Regions from separate parts of the Mus musculus genome. Here regions 2, 3 and 4 are each linked to region 1. Evidence: chromatin contacts called from public Micro-C and promoter capture Hi-C data. All regions are on one chromosome and are shown on one strand. Each heading gives the region's core, a stretch centred on a gene start, on an enhancer-like site or on the middle of the called end of the contact. The rest is flanking DNA. Distances are from core to core; before and after follow the strand shown.

Region 1 (2,891 bases), core at 259-2,758:
GACAGCATATGGGTCCTGGGTCATGGCGGTGTCTTCAGGAAGGAGGTGGCTGGTTGGACCTGTGCCTAACGGCCCCCCTCCTGCCCCACAGGTATGGAAGTACCCCAAGGTATGGGAGGGCTTCATCAAGTGCTGCCAGCGCACCAAGCCACAGAGTTTCCAGGTCATCCTGCAGCTACCTCCACAGCAGCTTGGCGCAGTCTTTGACAAGTGCCCTGAGCTCCGGGAGCCACTGTTGGCCCATGTGCGCTCCTTCACTCCCCACCAGGTAACTGGGTGTGGTAGAGTGGAGCCGAGTGAGCAGGAAAGCTCTGGAAGGTTTGGTTCTATGTTATGGGGTTCTGAGAGGTGCCTTTCCCTTCACCTAGCAAGCACACATCCCCAACTCCATCATGACCATCCTGGAGGCCACTGGAAAGCAGGAGCCCGAAGTCAAGGAAGCACCTTCAGGGCCCCTGGAAGAGGTGAGCGCAATGACGCCCACCTACCTGTGCCTCTCACCCCAAGACGTCCGCTCATTAAACCCACAGTCTCCCAAGATTTTGTCCCTGGTAAAGGAAAATGGCCGCCGACCCCACACACCTTTGCACCAGGATGGAAAGTCTATGCGATGTGCGCTCTTTGCTTTCAGCAGCGCTGAGTGCTCTGCTTTCTCTACCCTGATGCGTGGGTGGGGGTAGGATGCGGGTGTGTGTTAGGTGTACCCTTCCTGAGCTGAGTGCTTCTCCCACCCCAGGATGACCTGGAGCCCTTGGCTCTGGCTTTGGCCCCGGCTCCGGCCCCGGCCCCGGCCCCGGCCCCGGCCCCGGCCCCTGCCCCACGGCCCCCTCAGGACCTCATCGGCCTGCGATTGGCTCAGGAGAAGGCCCTGAAGAGGCAGCTGGAGGAGGAACAGAAGCAGAAGCCCACAGGCATCGGAGCGCCCGCTGCCTGTGTGTCCTCAACGCCCTCGGTGCCAGCAGCAGCCCGAGCTGGGCCCACCCCAGCTGAGGAGGTCATGGAATACCGGGAGGAGGGTCCCGAATGCGAGACCCCGGCCATCTTCATCAGCATGGACGACGACTCGGGGCTGGCTGAAACCACACTGCTGGACTCTAGTCTCGAGGGGCCCCTGCCTAAGGTAGGAATAGATTGCAGCAGAGCCCTGGGAATGGGTCTGAGTGGGTAACTAGCTCTTGACCCACTGCTTCTTGCCCTCTCCCGCCACCAGGAGGCAGCAGCAGTCGGGTCGAGCTCCAAGGATGAGCGGAGCCCCCAGAACCTCAGCCATGCTGTGGAAGAAGCCTTGAAGACCTCCAGCCCAGAAACCAGGGAACCCGAGAGCAAGGGGAACAGCTGACAGCTGCGGGAGTTTGGGGGGAGGGGAGGGGCGGGACGGGGCCTCCTGGAGCTTTGCCTTAACACAAATAAAAGAGGGCGTAGCTGCGCCAGGTTAGAAATCCTGAGGATGTGCCTGTGTTAGACTGCGCCTGCGCACACCGTTTCTCACCCTGAGGGCGCCCCGCGCTGGTAAAGTAACGGTAGGCAGGCAGGGTCCAGGATAGGGCAGCACACTTTTTCCGAGGCATGGGGGAACCACCGCCCAATCCTGACCCCTCTCAAACCCGGAGGGCTTCCCAAGGCTCAGAAAGGGCACGGAGTCAAGAGTACTCTCAGCCTCTGTTAACCATCCCAGAGGATGGGTTGAACCGACCACCTCCGCAGCGGGGCAGTCGGAGCAGTCAGGGCAGTCAGGACCTGCAGGGAACTGGTCTACCCCACTGGCCACAGAGGTCCAGCCTGGTCCCAGATGTTCAAGGTGATGAAGGCACCGAGTACCACCAGTCCATGCCCTTAGGCTACACGCCAGGCTTTCCCATGGAGTTCTCGCAACAGGGTTACCTGGATGATAGCAGGATGATGGAGCAGTTCCCACAGGGCCAGGACCTCTTAGAACAACTGGAGTCTACCTACCAAGGCTCGGCTTCTGGAATCCTGGGCCAGCTCAACTTGTATCCAAGAGAGGATGAGATATTCAGCCAGGACACACAGCACGGACCCTACCTGAGAGACGACCCCTCCCTCCACCTGAGGCCCTCTGACCTGGGCTTCATGCCCATTGTTGGAGAGGTACCTGACCCCGAGCCTCGTGAGCTGGCAATACAGAACGCCAAGGCCTACCTGCTGCGGACCAGCATGAGCTGCAACCTCAGCCTGTGAGAGGAGGTGGAGGGTGGAGAAGGCGGGCAGCTGACTGGGAAGGGCTCTAGCCAAGGCTGCCTCAGGTGTGGGGTCTCTGGATGTCTAAGTTAGCAGAGAGTTGGGGAAGGAATAGCAAGTGGAGCAGACACAGTGCCAACACACACCCCTAACATCTAGTCCCAGCCACTAAGCCTGTTTTTGCAGGAGACTGAACCAGAGAGGCTGGGTTATTTAAAATCACAAGCTAAGAAGGGGGAGGGCCAGTATTCTAGAGCAAGGCCTCTGGTTCCCAGGACCCTCTACTTGTCAGAGTCAATGAGCTGCAGCCACTGTCCCCCTCCTTCCATTCAGTGTGTTATAAAGAATGAACTGTGGATGTCAGATGTGGCATGGTCAGTGAAAAGGACTTAGGTGGCCAGGCAGGGGGAGGGACCTGGGATAGCACCTTGCACATAACAAGAGGTACAGTGATTGAGACTCAGGGCACAGCAAGGCCTTGGAAGGCTGCTGCTGTCTGGGACCACAGTGGGAAAGGAAGTTAGTGACGCAAGGCTGGCTAAAGCACATAGCCGATTCCATCCCTCCCCTGCTAAGAACCTGCTATGGCTCCCTAGTGCCTGGGAGAGAATATTCAGGAGGTGCGGCCCTGCCTGCTGTCAATATGCAATTTCTACTCATTACTTAGTTGTCTCTACCTCAGGCCCCAGACC
Region 2 (2,967 bases), core at 313-2,812, 3.0 Mb before region 1:
TGACCTGAGCATTGCTATGCAGTGAGCATTCATTCCACTGCTCTACCCTGAGTGACCCAACTCCATGAGTGGAAATGCAGTTCTGGCCTTATGGGTTGAGGGCATATAGTCATCCATTGCTGCATAGCTCATTGCTCCAAAAGGATGACACGTTGCAGCAAATGGAAGTGGAACCATATCTGCTTGTGGCCATCCAGACTCACCAGCTCTGAGGTCAGTGTACAGTCATGATGAGCACAGGTACATTTGGGGAAGTGTTCAATGGGAAAGGGTCAGAGGAAGATGTCTTTTGCCTTTTCCTGTCCCCAACACCCAACTCACATAACACTTTCCTCAAATGTTCCCTGCTAATCAGCGAAGTTCAGTAAAGAAGAGATACAGATTCCTGCACCACAGCACACTATAGGGATTGGAATCACTGTGGGCAGGGCCCTGGGGACTGACCTTTAGAATAACTGTAGATTTACAGAAAACTAGCCTATGCTAGTTCCCACATAGCAGTTTCTGTCCTATAGTAAGATGTTGCTCTTACTATAGCATAGTGTATTTAGTACAGATACTGAACCACTGTCAATAACTGACTGTCCATGCTTTATTTAGACTTTTCCACTAATTTTTAACTGTGTGTGTGTGTGTGTGTGTGTGTGTGTGTGTGTGTGTAGGCCAGAGGTTGATGTCAGGAGTCTTCTTCAGTTGTTCTGCACCTTAGTTTTCGAAACCAGGTCTCTCTCTGGCCCTGGAACTCATTGATTCTGCCAGACTGGCTGGCCAGCAAGCTCCAGGCATATGCCTGTCTCCCACCCACCCATTCCTGTTACAGGTGCCCGCTGACACACCCAGCTTTTTACATGGGACTGAGTATCTAGTGACATTCTGTGTGTGGCACTGCAAGATACTCCCTAAAGGCATTGTGTGTGTAGGTTAGAGAACAATTTGGAGGAGCTAGTTCTCACCTTCTACTATGTGGGTCCCAGGAATAGGAATATGGTTGTTAAACTTGGTAGCAAATGCCTTTAGCAGCTGAGCCATCCAGCTAGAAATGGAGACCTTCTGGATTCCCCAAGCCAATTCTAGAGACGATCGCCAGAGGGAGTAAGAAGGTTCGTTTTCACTGCACAGTTTTTTCCCAAGTGACTATGACGTAAAGCGAAACAGGAGGCGGAGCTAAACTGCTGGGTCAGTCAAACCTGGAGCATGAACCTAGAGGCGTCACATGAGCGCCGCGACACTGGTCAGGTGATTAGTGTGACCCAGTTCCGCCGAGGCGTGGCAGAACAAGTCTATAGAGCCTGCTGATTGGTTGGAGGGAGTCAAAGGTCGCGCTTTGGGGGCGGTGGGCTCTTGGCGGTTCGGGCTTATGATTGGCTTATTTGGTGTCACGTGGCAATGCGCTTGTGGGGGTTCCAGGAGGCTAGCGGCGTGTGCTCACGTGTTGGGGGGGGGGGGGTCAAGGTGCTGAGTGCGGTAGCCGGAGGGGGCGTGCCGGGAGGAGAGTGCCTCGCAGCTTGAGCCCACTGGTTGGTTCGCAGGGTTCACGTGGGGTGGCAGGCCTGGGTGACGTCAACGCAGCGGGCGGAGCTCCGCTGAGTGCGCGGTGTCCGGGGCCTGTGAGTCGTCGCCAGGCTGTGTCGGGCCTGAGCCGAGCAGCTGCGCGACGTCATGGACAACTCCGGGAAGCAGGCTGAGGCTATGGCGCTGCTGGCTGAAGCGGAGCGCAAGGTGAAGAACTCGCAGTCCTTCTTCTCCGGCCTCTTTGGGTGAGCAATGGGCGAGGCTGGGCCCAAGGCGGGGAAGAGCGGGCTCTTCTGCTCTGCACTTTGGGAGCCCCTCAGCGGCCTTGCAGGCCCTGGCCGTGGCCCTATGGCTGACGACACCCGCTGACTGGTGGCCGCGCCTTTCCCAGGCCGGTGCCCGTGGATCTGTGCGGCCCAGGCTGCCGGGGTGAGGACACCAGACCGAGGGGACCCGGGCTGGGGCGTCCTTGGGCATGATGAGCCGGAGTACGAGGTGTGAGGGTGAGTGGGGCCCTGCTAAGAGTGACTGATGGCGAGGCCTGGACTGAGAGGTGGAGACTTGTGCTTGGGGAACAAGCATGAATGGACAGTGACACTGGTTTTAGCCAAGACAATGGTGATGGGAGGATGAGGCACACAAGAGAATCATTAGGGTGGTAGGACCACCGCCTACTAGGTGGTCCTCAAGTCTGGAGTCTGAACACACCCAGGAGGTGGCAAATACCTCACACAAAGTTTATGCAAGTTTGCCATCTTCAGCCATATTAACTTAGGAGCAGCAGAACCCATGCTTGGGATGCGATTCCGAGGTTTCTTTATCTTAAGGGAGTAGGTCTCTCTGAAAGGGCTTGTTGGTAAAAACTAACTGCAGAAGTTTGTTATGAGTATAAACTATGTGTACTGTGCTCAGAATTGAGTCTGGCCCTCTGAAAGGCTCATCAGGCAGGAAGAAGCAGACTCAGAGAGTGTAAGATGCTGATGGGGAAACCAAGATGGTAGGAATTGGAGTGCTTGAGGGGTCTGGGGAGAGGGCCAGAGCCTTGGGATATAGGAGGGGGTAGGGGGAGACGACACTACATGGCAGCAGGCAAAGCTCTTGAAGGAACAGGCAGAGAGGAACACTGGGGAAAGGTCCAGGCAGGTGTTGAGGAAGAGCTGTGCAGGGGTAGGACACAAAATCAGAAGCCTCCAAAGCAAGGATGGAAGGATACAGAAGACAACCAGGAAGTTGGGGAAAGCTCTGGGAGAGACTGTTATAAGCTGGGTGAGGACAGAAAGACATGAAGGGGAGGGAGAGGATGAAGCCATCCCTTGTTGTTTGCCATCAGATAATGTTTAGCAAAGGAACTTGAAAAATGTTTATACCTGCTGCACAGACATCTGGTTAATGACAGGCTATGTCAGTTAGATGAGAATGTTTCATTAGAGAGAGTGTGAGTGTGTGTGTGTGTGT
Region 3 (2,719 bases), core at 98-2,597, 2.1 Mb before region 1:
CACTTCCTTACCTGGCCGTTGTTGTTGTTGCTTAAGCCTGATAATAGTGGCCTACGTAAAGCCTAGTAGACAGAGGCTGAGGCAGGAGGATCCCTGAAAGTTTGAGGCCACGTGGGATACATAAACTAAGAACTGAGGGTACAACATCTCTGTGATCTTAAAGGTTTTTTTATTTTTAAGAAAATTTTTTATTTAAAAAATATATTTATTTTATGTGCTTTGGTGTTTTGATGTATATCAGTGGGGGGGGGGTGTTAAATCCCCTAGAGGTGGGGTTACAGACATTTATGAGCATTATGTGGGTGCTGGGAATTGAACCCAGGTCCTCTGAAAGAGCAGCCTGTGCTTTTAACCATGGAGCCATTTCTCCAACTCCAAGAAAATATTTTACTTTAAAAACGTGTTTATCGGGCTGGGCATGGTGGCGCACGCCTTTAATCCCAGCACTTGGGAGGCAGAGGCAGGTGGATCTCTGAGTTCGAGGCCAGCCTGGTCTACAAAGTGAGTTCTAGGACAGCCAAGGCTACACAGAGAAACCCTGTCTCGAAAAACAAACAAACAAACAAACAAACAAACAAAACCCGTGTTTATCGTGTGTGAATTAATATATGTACAATCTGTGTATAGGGGTGCACATGTGGAGATTGAACAATAACTTTGTAGAATTGGTTTTATGTGGGTTCTGGGATTGAATTCAGGCTTTGGGGAAATGTTTTTACCCATTGGGTTATCTTGTGTGCCCCTTTTTGTGTGCATGAATGTCTTCTCTCTCTCTCTCTCTGTGTGTGTGTGTGTGTGTGTGTGTGTGTGTGTGTGTGTGTGTGTGTGTGTACCACGTATATGCAGTGCTCACAGAGATCAGAAGAGGGTATTGGATCCCCTGGAACTGGAAATAAACAGGGTTTTGAGCCATCGTATTGGTTCTGGGAGTCAAACCCAGGTCTTACATAAAGGTAGCCCATGCTCCTAACCATTGAGCCACCTCTAGTCCCATCCCCTTAATTTTAAACGCACGTTCATAATTGCAATAGCCTTCAAAGGATTTGAGCCATCAGCACTCGCACCTTTTGGGCTTGCACGTCTAGGATGGCAGGTTGGGGGACCCGTTGCCTTTTGGGAAGGATGATGACGTGGGTTTTGGCTGCAGCTAAGGGAAGCCCTGGCCCCATTGAGGCTCTGGGGGGCAGCCACACCTCTGTGGGGGAGGAGAGGGAGGCTGCCCTGAAGGGGAGTGGACAGCCCCGCTGCCAGTCTTCCCAGGCTTAGAGTGTAAGATGAGAAGGAGAAGGTGGGCCTCACCCAGGAGGGGAGGGCGCCCAGAAACTTCCTGCGGCTCTCAGCTCCACCACAGACTGAGCGCAAGGTCAGTTTGGAGCGGGTGGCAGACTGCCTGGGGGCGGGAGACCCTCCTCGGGGCTGGGCGGAGGCCTTTAAGCACCTCGCCATATTGAAAGGCCACGCTGAGCCGTCTTTGTCTGCAGAGTCCTCCCAAGAACTTTCAGCTATATCCTGGTGTCTGGGGCAAGGGAGAAGCGATCGGAGCTCGTGGGACCCCAACTTGGAGCCGGGACACTGGCGATTCCAGTTTGGACTGAACTTTGAGCCTCGGGAATGAGCGTGCTTCAGTTCATGTAAGCATCCTGGAAAACTGCTTGCTACAACTCCGAGGGGGTTGGGGAAGCCAACTTGGACTTGTTTCCTGAAGAGAAAATTGTAGGGAGGAGACACTCTGTGCGAGCAGAGTTGCTAGGACTGTCCACCGCCCCCTCCCCAAGACTAGCAGCCAAGTGTCTGGGCTTTTTGCCCCCACTCGAGCGTCCACGCTGGAGATCTTAAAGACTCTCGAAAAAAGCCACGTAGGGGGATGGTTCCCCTGGGGCTTCCTTCCGTCTCCCGATTGCCTGATCCTCTGGAGTGTCCCCGACGTCTGCAAAGATGTCGATCTGGACGTGTTAGTGGAGGCCTTAAGGCCTGTGGGCACCTTTAAGAAAATCGGAAAGGTGTTCCGCAAAGAAGAGGACTCCACGGTGGGGATGCTGCAGATTGGGGAGGATGTTGACTATCTGCTCATCCCCCGGGAGGTCCGCCTGGCTGGGGGCGTGTGGAGAGTCATCTCCAAGCCTGCAACGAAGGAAGCTGAGTTTCGGGAGCGGCTAATCCAGTTTTTGCAGGAGGAGGGCCGCACCCTGGAAGATGTGGCCCGTATCATCGAAAAGAGCACTCCACACCCACCCCAACCCCGCAAAAGAACCAAGGAGCTGAGAGTGAGGAGAGTCCCGCAGATGGTCACTCCTCCACTTCGGCTGGTTGTAGGTACCTATGACAGCAGCAATGGCAGCGACAGTGAGTTGAGTGACTTCGATACCTCCAAAGTCAAAGGCAACAGGAGCTCCTCCGGGAGGACCAGGAAGGTGCGCAAAATGCCGGTCAGTTACTTGGGCAGCAAATTCCTGGGCAGCGATGTGGAGAGTGAGGATGATCAGGAGCTGGTGGAGGCCTTCCTCCGCCGTGGGGAGAAGCCCAGCGCGCCTCCTCCACGACGCCGAGTCAATCTTCCAGTGCCCATGTTTGAGAACAACCTGGGGCCCCAGCCATCCAAGGCCGACAGATGGAGGGAGTATGTTAGCCAGGTGTCCTGGGGGAAGCTGAAACAGAGGGTGAAGGGCTGGGCACCCAGATCAGGCTCCGAGGTGGGCCAGACCCAGCAGGCCTCCACAGC
Region 4 (3,010 bases), core at 430-2,929, 2.2 Mb before region 1:
CTCAGGGGCTGAGAACAAAAGCCCCTTTCCTGCCCCATGCCCACTCTTGGACTGGCAGACAGCAGGAAGGTAGGCCCACCAGACCCAGGCAGAGGGCAGGATGTGCAGAGCAGTACAGAGTTCCCTCCCCTTACCCACGTTTAATGTCGGCTGGTGGGAGTTAGGCCTTCATTGCCACAGTGGGGAAGGACTGGAGTCCCATCATACAGAGCAGGGTATGAGCCACTCTGACATTCCAAACAGCAGGCACAGCATGTTCCACAACCCCCGCCTTCTAGACCTGCCCCAGGGTCACGGGGTAAAGGGGGCCGTGAGTCCCAGAAGCAGGCAGTCAAACATGCTGGGGACATGCCTGTCTAGAAGGTACATGTAGGCATGTGGTTTTTAGGGGACACTCATTAGCCAGGCTGTGAGCTCCACGTGGCCTTGCCTCCCCCTGTCCCTCTTTGCAACTTCCCCAGGTGGTAGTTTGGGTTTTCACTCCAGCCTCAGACTTCCTTCCCCAGCCTCTGCCCCCGGATGTGGTGACAGCCAGCACTGTACCCACCTCAGCTGCCCCCAGCAGCGCTGAACCAGTAAGGGGGGGCCCTTGTGGACAAGTTGCTGCTCTCTTAAAGCTCCAGCTACCTGGATGTGAAAACTAATTGGTAGCCACTGCCTGACTACTGGAGTAAAAGTCAGAACGGCTCTTGATGGAGTTAGAGTTGACTACACAGACTCACAGGCTCTCAGTTGATGTTAGCTTTTTAGATTTCCTGTTATTGCACTACTGTTTATTTCAGAGAAGGGTGGAGGTCAGGACAACCCACAGTAGCTCAGCTGGTTCTCCTTTGACTATGTGAGTGTACAGGATTGAACTCAGGCCAGTGAGCTTGGCTTCAAATGCCTTTCCCCACCTGGCCATCTCACCAGCCACATGTTGGATGATTCCGTTAACACACCCACCCAGACACCCCTGGATGTTTTCAGTGCCTTCCCTTTCCTCTGCAAAATCAAAGGCAGCCACATCAACTCAACTTTAGCAGTGTCCAGGCACCACCTGTATTTCGGCCTCATGACAGAAAAACTAAGGCTCACAGTGGAGAAGTCACACAGCCAGAAAGATGTCGGCACTTGGTCTCACAGGAGGTCTATCAAGTGGTGGTGTCCTTTGTCATGCCACCTTGGTTGGAGGGACAGGCTTTGTACCCTCAACTCTCTGGAGAGAAACCTGAAATTAAGCTCTCTTGTGCATCCTAAGGCCTCCTCGACTTCCCACCTTATATACTGGGCTTTTGAGCTGGGGACGCGCGCTTTTGTGTGTGTGTGTGTGTGTGTGTGTGTGTGTGTGTGTGTGTGTGTGTGTGTGTGTGTGTGTGTGTTGGGGGCAGGTTGAGTAGCAGAAACTGTAAAGCCACCGGACTTGACAACGATTTCCGACCCTTTCCCTGCGGTGGGCGCCGGATGCGTGCCAGTCTGACAGCTCACTCCTTCAATGACAAAGCGCCTGCCCCTCTCGCGTGCCGCGGTGAACTGCGGCGAAAAGTCAACTTTCCAGGCTGGACTGTGCAGAGGAAACGCTGACCCTTCCGCCCTCCTACCCCCAGCCACCAAATTCCCCCCAACTCCCTGGTGCGGGGTCCCGCCTTCCCCTTCCGTCCCAGTAAGGCCCGCCCTGTGATGTCACGGTGCCCTGCTTTGATTGGCCAGCTGTGCCATCGCTCCTGAGACTTCCTTCTGGGCCGCCGCTGCCGACTTAAACTTTGAAGGGGGAAAAATAGAGCTACCCGCGCTGTGCGACCCTCCCTTGTCCCCGACCCGCCCCGCCTTCGGTAACGCTCCCTCCTCCGCCGCCCCTGATCCAACTTTCCTCCGACTTTCACGACCTGTGAGAGTCTCTTCTTTCAGCCCTGGCCCTGGCAACCCCTCCTCATCCCCGAGCCAGTCGGGTTCCTACGATCCACTAGATCCCTGGTCAGACTCCCGTTTTCTACCCCCAAGGCAGAGCATCTTCAGGCCTGCCCTGACTTTGGTCCTGCCGTCAAACCCACCGGATCCTGGCATTCCCTCTGCTTTGCTCTCAGCCTTCTTTCTCCAGGGGCCTTGGATCGCAGTGTCTTTTGATTCCAGGGACCCTGCCCTACCCGACTTTCTTTCCTGGTTTCTTCCAACCTTCCAATCTCTGGGTACCCTTCCCCAAACCACTGTTTTTCTTTCTGAACTCTGCTCTCTTGACTCCCGGCGTGTGACCCACTAGATGCCTTTTCTCTCATTGCCCAGGATCCCGCCATCCTCGCGTCTCTCAACCTGACAGATTTCTCTCTCAAATGCCTGCGTTCTTACCACCACCGCAAGAGAGCTCTCGGATCTAGGTCCCAGGGTCCTTGGTGAGCTTTGGGCGGCAGATCTGGATCTGGCCCCCATGGCCGCCGCCCCCTCCCATCCCGCAGGACTCCCCGGCTCTCCGGGGCCCGGGTCTCCTCCGCCCCCCGGTGGCTTGGATCTCCAGTCGCCGCCACCTCTGCTGCCTCAGATCCCGGCTCCGGGTTCGGGGGTCTCCTTCCATATCCAGATCGGATTGACCCGAGAGTTCGTGCTGTTGCCGGCTGCCTCAGAGTTGGCTCATGTGAAGCAACTAGCCTGTTCTATCGTGGACCAGAAGGTGAGGGCATAGGGGGCTCTCATGATAAAGGAGGAGGCTTTGGAGGTGGCCTGAGATTGTTGGGAGGCCAGAGAGGGGCCTAGGTGACAGACGAGGAGGGGCACTACACCCTAGTCGTGTCCTCACTCCACCACCGGTTTCAGAGAGGCCCGGATAGGGGTGGGGTGCCCAGAGGCCTCCCCAAATTGCCTGTCGCTGCTTGTTGTTTTCTGCAGCGAGCAGGGAGGAAGGGAGGGGCCTACCAGGTGTGGAGTTGGGAGGAAGGGGCAAGTGGGAGCAGCTGATCAGGAAGAGCTCTTCTGATGGGCCCATCCTGGGCCTCCGGTCTTTGGAAACAGTAGAAATTGAAGCCATACTGGCCATGGTGAT

The links. Promoter capture Hi-C pulls out the DNA fragments that hold promoters and counts their contacts. A called contact is a pair of places that touch in the nucleus more often than the background predicts.
Region 2: a contact with region 1 is called in a promoter capture Hi-C map of embryonic stem cells, with 6 times the contacts expected there. The contact joins the promoter of Napa here to the promoter of Rsph6a in region 1. A contact is called at or near these places in 5 of 39 promoter capture datasets (cranial neural crest, embryonic stem cells, liver and 1 more).
Region 3: a promoter capture Hi-C map of embryonic stem cells shows a contact between it and region 1, with 6 times the contacts expected there. The contact joins the promoter of Ccdc8 here to the promoter of Rsph6a in region 1. A contact is called at or near these places in 1 of 39 promoter capture datasets (embryonic stem cells), 3 of 115 datasets of contacts at active chromatin or transcription factors (embryonic stem cells and stem cell-derived neural progenitor cells) and 1 of 9 other capture datasets (embryonic stem cells).
Region 4: a contact with region 1 is called in a Micro-C map of embryonic stem cells, with 1.9 times the contacts expected there. The contact joins the promoter of Prkd2 here to the promoter of Rsph6a in region 1. A contact is called at or near these places in 2 of 39 promoter capture datasets (embryonic stem cells and hippocampal neurons), 2 of 484 Hi-C or Micro-C datasets (both in embryonic stem cells), 4 of 115 datasets of contacts at active chromatin or transcription factors (T-cell acute lymphoblastic leukemia, acute myeloid leukemia, large pre-B cells and 1 more) and 2 of 9 other capture datasets (adipose tissue and liver).

Annotation. Positions count from the first base shown.
Region 1 is chr7:19,053,179-19,056,069 of GRCm38.p6, forward strand. Rsph6a (radial spoke head 6 homolog A (Chlamydomonas)) reads left to right here and starts at 1,509. Exons shown (of 6, transcript NM_031255.2): 1 at 1,509-2,195. The coding sequence starts at 1,567. It overlaps Sympk (symplekin), which reads left to right. Exons shown (of 27, transcript NM_026605.2): 24 at 92-268; 25 at 369-464; 26 at 737-1,120; 27 at 1,211-1,444. The coding sequence ends at 1,339.
Region 2 is chr7:16,097,018-16,099,984 of GRCm38.p6, forward strand. It overlaps Napa (N-ethylmaleimide sensitive fusion protein attachment protein alpha), which reads left to right and starts at 1,563. Exons shown (of 11, transcript NM_025898.4): 1 at 1,563-1,757. The coding sequence starts at 1,660.
Region 3 is chr7:16,992,555-16,995,273 of GRCm38.p6, forward strand. Ccdc8 (coiled-coil domain containing 8) reads left to right here and starts at 1,348. Exons shown (of 1, transcript NM_001101535.2): 1 at 1,348-2,719. The coding sequence starts at 2,034.
Region 4 is chr7:16,841,223-16,844,232 of GRCm38.p6, forward strand. It overlaps Prkd2 (protein kinase D2), which reads left to right and starts at 1,680. Exons shown (of 19, transcript NM_001252458.1): 1 at 1,680-1,811; 2 at 2,260-2,641. The coding sequence starts at 2,402.